Regions from separate parts of the Gossypium hirsutum genome. Here region 2 is linked to region 1. A link is a contact called in public Hi-C data. All regions are on one chromosome and are shown on one strand. Each heading gives the region's core, a stretch centred on a gene start, on an enhancer-like site or on the middle of the called end of the contact. The rest is flanking DNA. Distances are from core to core; before and after follow the strand shown. Region 1 holds the start of LOC107899326 (ribulose bisphosphate carboxylase/oxygenase activase 2, chloroplastic). Region 2 holds the start of LOC107899333 (mannose-1-phosphate guanylyltransferase 1).

What was found. Hi-C and Micro-C count contacts between places; a contact is called where the count stands out from the background.
Region 2: a contact with region 1 is called in a Hi-C map of leaf, with 2.7 times the contacts expected there. The contact joins the promoter of LOC107899333 here to the promoter of LOC107899326 in region 1. A contact is called at or near these places in 3 of 34 Hi-C or Micro-C datasets (all in leaf).

The regions. Positions count from the first base shown.
Region 1 is chrD04:45,618,727-45,623,951 of Gossypium_hirsutum_v2.1, reverse strand. LOC107899326 (ribulose bisphosphate carboxylase/oxygenase activase 2, chloroplastic) reads left to right here and starts at 3,010. Exons shown (of 7, transcript XM_041091240.1): 1 at 3,010-3,154; 2 at 3,427-3,734; 3 at 3,836-3,941; 4 at 4,041-4,126; 5 at 4,302-4,774; 6 at 4,860-5,141. The coding sequence starts at 3,110.
Region 2 is chrD04:45,897,595-45,902,819 of Gossypium_hirsutum_v2.1, reverse strand. LOC107899333 (mannose-1-phosphate guanylyltransferase 1) reads right to left here and starts at 2,260. Exons shown (of 5, transcript XM_016825014.2): 1 at 2,068-2,260; 2 at 1,759-1,898; 3 at 1,419-1,481; 4 at 1,067-1,306; 5 at 1-979. The coding sequence starts at 1,869. The coding sequence ends at 308.

The sequences.
Region 1 (5,225 bases), core at 1,761-4,260:
CTTGCAATTTTGAAAATTTTAAGTGTTTCTGAAAAATTCTCTGAGTTTCCGATTTAGTCCCGATTTGTTTCTAATGTGTATTTTGGGCCTCGAGGGCTTGTATAAGGGGCAATATGTATGATTTGACTTGGATATAATGTGTTTATTAATATGATATGATATATTTTAAATTTCTGTCTGTTTAATTTGTAAATGTCGGTAATGCTCCGTAACTCTGTTCCAGCGACGAATACGGGTTAAGGGTGTTACAAAAAAATCACATTTAATATCAATATCTCCTTCATAATTTAAACTCAACACCATGTCATCCCATATTTGTCATTAATATTCAAGAATTCTCATTTCAGAAGCAACAAATTCTTTAGATTCTATTTATCTCTGAGCTACTCATAAAGAACTCTTTTCTTTCATCACAAAGCCTCTATCTTGCCATCCCTAAGAGGCCAGGGCCCCTTTCAACCAACTCATCCTTACTATCTTGATATGAGCTGAAATTTCTAGTGACAAAAAGAGTAATTTCTATGAATTTTCATCAAATAAGTTTGTTAGTTTGTTACTACTGTTATAACTTTCCTTTTTGTCGTTTTTCTTTTATTTTCCCTATAAACCAGGTAATATGGTTGTAATACGGAGGCATGAAATATACATTGGGAAAACAACTCTTGGTTCTTTCCTTTCTTATTCTCTCGTCACTCCCAATTCTATCATATCACATCTCTCATCATTTAACCACCCATTATTATCACTATAGAAGCCAAAAAAAATGATGAAAGTAAATAAAAGAACCTTCATAAATAAATAAAAAATCTGTTGTAAGCATTGGATTGGTGGTCAAAACGAATAGACCATCAATTTTTAATTCAATTGTTGAAATTTAAAAATTTTTAAAAAAAATCAAAATAAATAAAAATTTTAAAAAATAATTAAACTCTTCTATAATGAAAATAACCGTTGACCAATTTAATTGTTAACCATAAGTGATATGATAAAAGAAATCATTGAAAACTGGGTAGATAAATATGTTGATGTGATATGTATGTATAAAAAATATAAAAAATTAAAATTTATTAAAATTTATAAATACACTAAAATTATTAGAAAAATATGCTTCTCATAAGTTGATGAGAACTTTAGATAAAACAGAATAGAATTGTTTAGATCTCCTTAGACAAAAATAGAATTGCTGGGAAGCATCTCGAACTGCACTGTTTTTCAAATCAATAACAAGATAAGAAGGACAAGAACTAATCAGAGCCAGTTGGTCACAGCTCGGTTCAATGCAGTCCCAAAACCCCAAACTAAAATAACACGATGTCTTTTCAAGATCGTGACAGCTGCACTTTGAAACCAAAGAACCGACGTCCTATTCTCATGTATTTGGCTTCTTGCATTGAACGGAGAAGTTTCTGGAGTTGCCAATGCCATCCTGCATTCAATTTAATTTACTTTGCCAATAACCACACCCCTTTTTCTTGACGAGGGATGGTGTGAAATTAGAGTACAATGCAACCACGGATGATGTTCTCAAGTTTATATTATTACATAGTTAATGAACCAAAAATAAGATATTCCCACTAAGTTTGATATTTAAATATAAATAAAATTTGTTATTTTAAATATTCCTTTTAAGAATTTTTATATATTTTTTTATAAAATAATCTAAAAATAAAGATACAGTAGGAGAACAAAAATAAACTTAGTTTCTATATTTTTAGATGTGTGTTCCACTCTTATTTATACCAAATCTCATATTTCTTTATAGGAATAACATAATTATCCAAATGAATAATCATATCTTTATTATAATAATAATTATTCAATATATATCTGTTTGAATAATTATGATTCTTTCTTTATTAGGTGAATTTCTACCAAATCTTCAATATAATCTAATTGTTTTCATATTGTATGAAGACGGATATTTGTATAGTTATTTTATTCTACTATCATTTTAATAGCTTTTGATGAGATTTATTCTCCTGCACCAGGAGCTTTCATTCTTAAAGAACTTGCTTTCATTCCAATATTTTTGTGAAGATATTGAACCTCCATTAAATGGGGAAATTGAGATTCAACCGTTCCTTTATTGGTTTGCCATCTAGTATTATTTTTTACTGTATTAATGGATTTTGAATGATATTCTTCAAACCATTCAAAGAATTTTATATAAATTTTATGAGTATTCATTTTAAGTTGTTTTTGTAATTTTAAATCTTGACAAATTTTTAATCCTTCCTTTCGGGTGAAACTAATTAGTTCACCATAGGTAAGTTTTTCATATGAAATAATACCTCTTTAATTTCCTCTAATTTGATTTCTAATCTTTTCTCCTGATGAAGTAGGAAGTTCTGCTAAAAATTTTTCTTTCTAAAATGACTATTGATTATCAAATCTTTGCATAACTCTAATTATAAAGACATTTTTATACCATTTCTATCGAATAATTGTGAATATTTGTTAATAATCAAATAACATAACTTTTGAATTTAAGAGACATAACTCATCATTGATATTTTTTTTATTAATAATCAAGTGACATAACTTTTGATTACTTCAGACTTTGGAACCCTATATATATTAAAAAATGTTTGAACAAATTTACCATTAAAGTTGTTTCTTAGAATAAAGAAAAATCCAAAGTTGTAGGCAATGTTTAATATGGATAGTTCTGACTAACCATTTATTTCTTTTTGGAGATTACTGGGTAACAAAAGAAATTAATTATTGTTATCAGCAATCAATATCTTGATTTCGATAAATAAAAAAACATGGGTAGACGAGGGGAACATAAGCTTAAACCCCAAGCTCATAGGCAACACTGTTCCGCGAAGCCTCCATTTTGTTTGTATGTAACCAAAACTAGCCCCATGATCCAAAACAAACGTCTACCCCACCAAATGCCCCCCTCATAAAACTCCAAATTGTAAATGTGTGGCCGTTAGCCAATTCGTAAGCTAATCCACAGGTTTTGCCCACTTCCTTCCAATATCTCCTCCCTATAAAGTCCCCCACCACACCTAACTTCATCTTCAAACCACAACACTCCAACAACTGTTTCGAGTTTTTTTCTTTTTAAGACTTTCCCAATTCTGATCTCAGCCGTTGAGACATGGCTACTGCTGTCCCAGCCGTTAGAGCTGTCAACAGACTGCCGGTATTACTATGTTTTTTCCCGCCTATTTTTTTGATCTTGTCTTAGTCATTACCGTAGCTTCTCTCGACTTTGTAGTCCTTCAACTGCCTCTTCTTCATTGTTTTAATCGTCTTTTAACTCCTAGAGGGAAAAAGAAATGCATTTCTAGTCATTTGTTTCTTGTTTATAGACAGTTAAGAAGAAGATCATAAATAAGTAATAAGGATATGGATTCTGTTATTTTATTACAAGCTTGTGGTGTTGTAGTTAAAAAGAGAGTTTCTTTGTTACAGCTGAAGTCGAATGGCCGTGGTCCAACTCCAAGCTCAATATTCTTGGGGAAAAGTGTGAAGAAGGGTACCTCAAAGGTCAACCAGAACAAGGTTTTTCCCAAGAATTTCAAGGTTGTTAGTGAATATGATGAGTCAAAGCAAACCTCAAAAGACAGGTGGGTGGGACTCGTCTATGATGAATCTGATGACCAACAGGATATTACCAGAGGAAAGGGAATGGTGGACACTCTCTTCCAGGCTCCTGTGGGAACTGGAACTCACCATGCTATCATGAGCTCCTATGACTACATCAGTCAAGGTCTTCGCACGTAAGTTGCATGCTAAGGGATTTCATGTTAAAAAGTTCATGCAAATTTGAAGAAATCATGGAATTGTAGTGTGGGAATTGACGTCGCTCAACTGTTTGTAGGTTCAACTATGACAATACCATTGATGGGTTCTACATTGCTCCTGCGTTCATGGACAAGGTTGTTGTTCACATCACCAAAAACTTCTTGAATCTGCCAAATATTAAGGTTTGTTCATAGAATGTCTCCAGATATGTTTAATCAGCTAAGTCTATCATTTTGATGAATATCAATAAAGTTGGATAATTTTGTGAATAACTGTGACAGGTTCCTCTTATTTTGGGTATTTGGGGAGGTAAAGGCCAAGGGAAATCATTCCAATGTGAGCTTGTCTTTGCCAAGATGGGAATCAAGTAAGTCTATATCCTTATTGTTCCATCCCTTTCTTTAACATACTTGAGTGATTCAGGAAAATTGTTGACATTTGTTAGCCTATTAGTTGGACACAAATTGCTTGATTTTTTTATAACAAGAACCTTCAAATTTTCATTTACATCCTTAATCTTTAAATCTGTTGACAATATCCAGTCCCATTATGATGAGTGCTGGTGAATTGGAAAGTGGGAATGCTGGAGAGCCTGCAAAATTGATTAGGCAAAGGTATCGTGAGGCAGCAGATATCATCAGAAAGGGAAAGATGTGTTGCCTCTTTATCAACGATCTCGATGCAGGTGCGGGAAGGATGGGTGGAACCACCCAATACACGGTTAACAATCAAATGGTGAATGCTACCCTCATGAACATTGCTGATAACCCTACAAATGTTCAGCTCCCTGGTATGTACAACAAGGAAGAGAACCCTCGTGTTCCTATCATAGTTACCGGTAATGACTTTTCCACATTGTATGCTCCTCTTATCCGTGATGGTCGTATGGAGAAATTCTACTGGGCCCCTACTCGGGAAGATAGGATTGGGGTGTGCTCGGGTATTTTCAGAATTGACAATGTTCCTCGGGAAGACATTATCAAGCTTGTTGATACTTTCCCTGGACAATCTATTGGTGATTACCCATCTTTGAATTGAAGATATTTCCTATTGGTTGCTGACGAGAGAATGCTAATTATCTTTAATTACTTTTGTTGCAGATTTCTTTGGTGCTCTCAGGGCAAGAGTATATGACGATGAAGTGAGGAAATGGATTTCAGATGTTGGGGTGCAAAATGTTGGCAAAAGACTTGTGAATTCGAGGGAGGGACCTCCAACTTTCGAGCAGCCCAAAATGACTCTTGAGAAGCTACTTGAGTATGGAAACATGCTTGTCCAAGAACAGGAGAATGTGAAGAGAGTGCAGTTGTCTGATAAGTACTTGAAAGAGGCAGCTCTTGGAGATGCTAATGATGATGCCATCAAGAATGGAAGTTTCTATGGTTAGACCCCTTGATGGTGGCTTTAGGATTATAAATAAATGAAAAACACAATAAAGGATATAGGAAGCTTACATGTAAGCTTTT
Region 2 (5,225 bases), core at 1,011-3,510, 280 kb before region 1:
TTCTTCCTCCATTTTTTCTCTTTGTTTTTGGTTAATGACATTCCAAAATGAGAAATGAGATTGCTCCCTCACAAGTGTATAAGGTTGTCTCTGCATCCGGTCATCCACCAAACATGATGTTCACCGTTAACCAAAGGCCAGCAGCTATCCTTCAACTACAAGCCGACTGACACTCAGCCCTCGAACTTATTCCAACTGGAATTTGCCTAAGAATAACAAGAAAAGAAGGGAAACAAAACGGGTAATGCAGACAACCAAATTGCAATATCGAACTCTCAAAATGTTGATTCCAAGCTCAACCTTGTGATCACATGACAATTTCTGGCTTCAAAATACTAGACTTTATCTCCTTGTGAGGCAGGACAACACCTCCATTGCTATAAACTTCATCTCCAAGATGAACATCTTCTCCTAAGATCGTCATGTTTTCCAAACGTGCCCACTTTCCAACAGTGGAATGCCAGCCAATAATGCTATTGGAGACGCAAGTATGCTTCTTGATACGAACTCCACGCATTATAGTACAGCGTGACAACCTTACCCCAGACTCAATTATACATCCTGGACCAATGGCTACATCAGGTCCAACGAGGCAGCCATCGCCAATTACAGCACTCTCATCTACCAAAACATTCCCAACAAAATGAGATCCAGTTGACAACTTGGCAGAGGACTTTTTACGCAACGACTCTAAGTACATTCTCAGGCCAGTAATGTAATCCTTTGGTTGTCCAATGTCCATCCAGAACCCAGGCAGCACCATCGCATAAAGCTTATTCTCTGCTGCAATCTTTGGGAACACTTCTTTCTCAATTGAGGTGGGTCTCAGTTCAATTCGGTTAAGAACAGATGGGTTCAACAAGTAAATCCCAGCATTGATTTTGTTACCAACAAATATCTGTGGTTTCTCGACAAACTTTTTAACTTTGCCTGTAGTTTCTTCCATAACTACAACACCATATTTCGATGGCTCATCCACCTTGAAACAAAAGAAAGATCCTTGTGAGGAGGTGATTTTAATGGCAAGCTTTTTCTCAAGAATGCTAAACCCAGTTTACTACTTTACCTTTGTCACCATAATGGAAGCTTCTCCTCCATGACCCTTATGAAAATTTACCATTTCTTTTAGTGGATATTCACTTATAACATCACTATTGAGGACAAAGAATGGCTCACCAGAGCCATCGATCAACTTGTCTCTAGCCAGAGCAATAGGACCAGCTGTGCCAAGTGGTTCAGTCTCCTGTGAGCAGGTGATTTTAATGCCAAGCTTTTTCTCAAATTCTTTTAGGAAATTTAACATAACCTGCAAAATCAATGGAGCAATATAAAAAACTAACTTCAAGGAAAAAAAATCAATAACAAACAGTCATCAATATGAAAATTTGCAGCCATAAAAGGGCACTTTTCTATGTTACCTCTGGCTGGTAATTGATGGCCAGAACAACTTCAGTAACTCCAATAGCTTTGAGAGCTTCAATCTGGTAGTATTACAAATAAAAAGGAAACAAACGAACTATGTACAATCATTCGTTTAACAATACCACGTAAAGCTTCACACTTTTTTTTTTAATCATAGAATCACCAAATTTATCTTTGTAACAAAAGCCAGGTCTAAATAAATCTTAAACCCATTTTAAACAGGATTACCTGTTTTTGAAAATCTACCAATATTTCCAGGAATATAAAATCACCAACAACAAACAAGAAGTAAACCAAAGACGATGAGGAAAAATCTAAAATAAAATATAATAAAACCTGATGCAGTATCATGGGTTTGTTAGCAAAATCCACCAAAGGCTTTGGGACGCTAAGAGTCAACGGTCTCAATCGTGTTCCAAATCCACCAACAAGAATGAGTGCTTTCATCCTGATACCTCACAAAATATCTGAATTTCCTGTAAATTATATGACCCATACCATGGATTATCTCAAGCAGTGAGTCGTTAGTGTATCTAATAACAAATCCCATAAATCATAAATAGCAAAAATGGGGGACGTTTGATCATAGATGGATCTAAGGTGGCGGAGACATTGGAACATGTAAGGAACTTGAACTAGACTTACAGAAGTGGCTTGATCGGAGTTTATTTGTAAGAACTTTCAGCCTGTGATTGTGACAGAGATCTTGGCGGTCTTTTCTCGGAACAAATCTGGAAATAAATTGGATGAAATTAATGCTCTAATGGGGACTCCTCGTCCAAGTTAAAGCCAAGCTTTTGATTCCTTGATGAATGTACAAGGCCATTGCCACCTGAGGCCATGTGGGCTAGTCTAATAAAGTGGCCTTCCAATTTTTCTTTTGTGTGTGTGTGTGTTTTTTACTTCCTAAATTCGGAAATATTAAATAGTATAAGTTAATTAGGATGATATTTATTAAAAAAATTAAAGTATTATTTTAAAAAATAAACATTAAATAAATGCTTTAAAATACATTTTAATTAATTTCTATGGACACCATTAAAATAACTTTTCACACTATTAAGTTGGAATTCAATTTTGCTCCTAGTTGAATAAATTTTTGAGACAATGTATGGCTATTTAATAGTATCAATCCTCACAATATAAATGATTTTCTTTAATATTTAACTTGTTAATATTTTGTATAAAAAACTTATAACTAGAAGATTTTTTATCTTTGATTACAAGCCCTTGATTGAGAAGATGCTATCAAATCAAGCATTGGTCTGCTCGCCACCTAAGCTTTGCTAGCAGGTTGCAACATGCAGGGTTTTTGGTGTAGGTAGTTTTTGTTGCCCAAAAACTATTCTCGAAAGGATCCCATCTATGTTCAAAGTTCTTTTGGAAAGGCAAGGATTGTAGTGGTACTGGTATTTGTGTCTATTCGCAATTAATTTGTCTACCAAGGTCTGAGGGTGGTTTAGGATTAAGTGGCAGTGAGGAATGGAACAAAGCTTGTATATTGTAGCTCAGTGATCACATGTGCGTGTGCACAGAAAACAGACCATTTAAACAATTGATAAATGTCTTATCAAGTTAATTACAAGTTAAACCATTGTTAATATAATCGAGTTATAAATTATTAGTGTAAATTCAAATACAAATTATTTGTAAACTAAATTTAAATTAACAAATAAAAATATCAAACTAACTTTCTTCCTTTTCACTAGAAACTATACAAATGGATTGAAATGATGGTTGAATGAGTCATTGATTACTAACTAAGCTAATAAACCTATGATGATTATATTGTTTGTCACTTTTAGCTAAGAATCTCTTCTCAGTCTCATCCTAGACTAAAAGATACCACCTAGGTTCTCCTCTCGGTCTCACCTAGGCATATAGATTTCCTTTTGGTCTCACTATTCGGCACAAGTGTATTAAAGTCCTACACGATAGAGTCTCTTCTTAGTCTCGTCTGTCTAAATCTTCCACTAGAGGCATAAATTCTAGTGTAATATGCAATTTAATACACTTGAACAAGTTGGAAAAACGAGTTTGGAAAACGCAGCGGAAAATAAATTTAGTGAAAAACCAGAGTTTTAAATATTTTTCCAAAACAAGATCTTGGTTGTGATATCTAAAGTAATAAACACTTAATCAAAATTGTACATTTTCTATTCATCTAGGATGAACACTTCGACCGAGTAGTTTTCTCTGCTATCCTCAAGCTCACGTCTACCGACTATGGGCTCGTTTCGAATCAGAAATTTTTACAAAAATTACCAGTGGGGTAATTTTGTAATTTCTTTAAAATTTTGGGTCAAGTTGTAAATTAGAAAAATATCTCTAACAATTTTCTGGAATAATATCTTCAAAGAATTTTCTCTCTACAACTTTCTATTGAATTCAAGTGTGTGAATAAGACCTAAGGCTCTCGTTATATAAGGAGAGTTTAGAGAGTTCAACTATGATTAAACTTAATCATTTTAATATTAAATTAATATAATATTTATTAAGATAAATATTAGATTAAATTTAATATTAAATCTTATTAAAATAATAGAACGTTTATCTACAAGATAAACATTAAATTAAATTTAATATTAAGATAATCATTTTAACATAAAATTAATAAAATACTATTAAGATAAGTATTAAATTAAATTTAATATTAAACTATTAAAATAATGTTAGTTTTGGAATAATTAATTTGAAATCAAATTCTCTAGTAGAGTCCTAGTAGTGTAACTTTTCCACTGCTCAACCATCGATGACCAACCACTGCCGGCCACCGAGATGTCACCATCGCAGCCACCGGCACCGTCGTGTCCGGTGATACAGGTGCGACACCCTTACGGCACCTCGAGCCAGTTCGATCCAGGTCAATGGTGATCCGACTGGTTTGGTCTAGCCACCGGTTGGACTGTCAGCACGGTTTCACATACCGAGCTCCATTTTGACTAGTTTTTGGGTCTTGGTCTAGATTTTGGGCTCCTAGGCCCAAATTACGATCTCAGATCCAATTTTCAAGTTCAATTACCCATTGGGCCAATTTTTTGACTTGAAAATTAACTTCCAAAAATTCCATATTAATTCTAATTGATTTGATTAATTTAATTTTACTTGATCAAAATTAATTTTTCCAAAAATCACTTAAATTTTCCAAATTAAATTTTCAAAAAAATTCTTTAATCAAATTCTCTAGTTGAACAATTATTACGACCACTTAACTTAATTCTACTTCGAATAAGTTGAACAATTATTACGACCACTTAACTTAATTCTACTTCGAATAAATTGACTCAATTAAATTATTCCCAAAGTTATAGAATTTTCTTCTGATTCAAATGCGGTCCGATCGAGCTTTTTTTGAGCTAACGGAGGGACCAATCGGACATATACAATTAGGCTCTAGTGATTGCAATTATGTCCAAAAGCATTGTTCCAATAATTCACAATTACTTAATCATGGAGTCAGTCCACAAGAAGTACCATGATTGAAAACTCCTTATTGTATACTCTTTAGAAAACAATTCATCTAATTGCTTTGTTCAATGACCTCGTCATGTGTGTGTTACCCTCATATGATATCCTTGATTCATTTGAGTTAAATTTGTTCATTCAACACAATTCTATTTTATCTCATTGTCATCATTGTGTCTTCTTAATGATTAATATGATCATTATCAACAAATGGCTATGATAAATTGCTCATTCGAGAACAAGCAACCCGTGACCATGTTCCATATTTATCAATCCACACAATACCAATGAGAGGATATCATTAACTCTTTAATTGAGCTATGAATTTCATTGTTGCT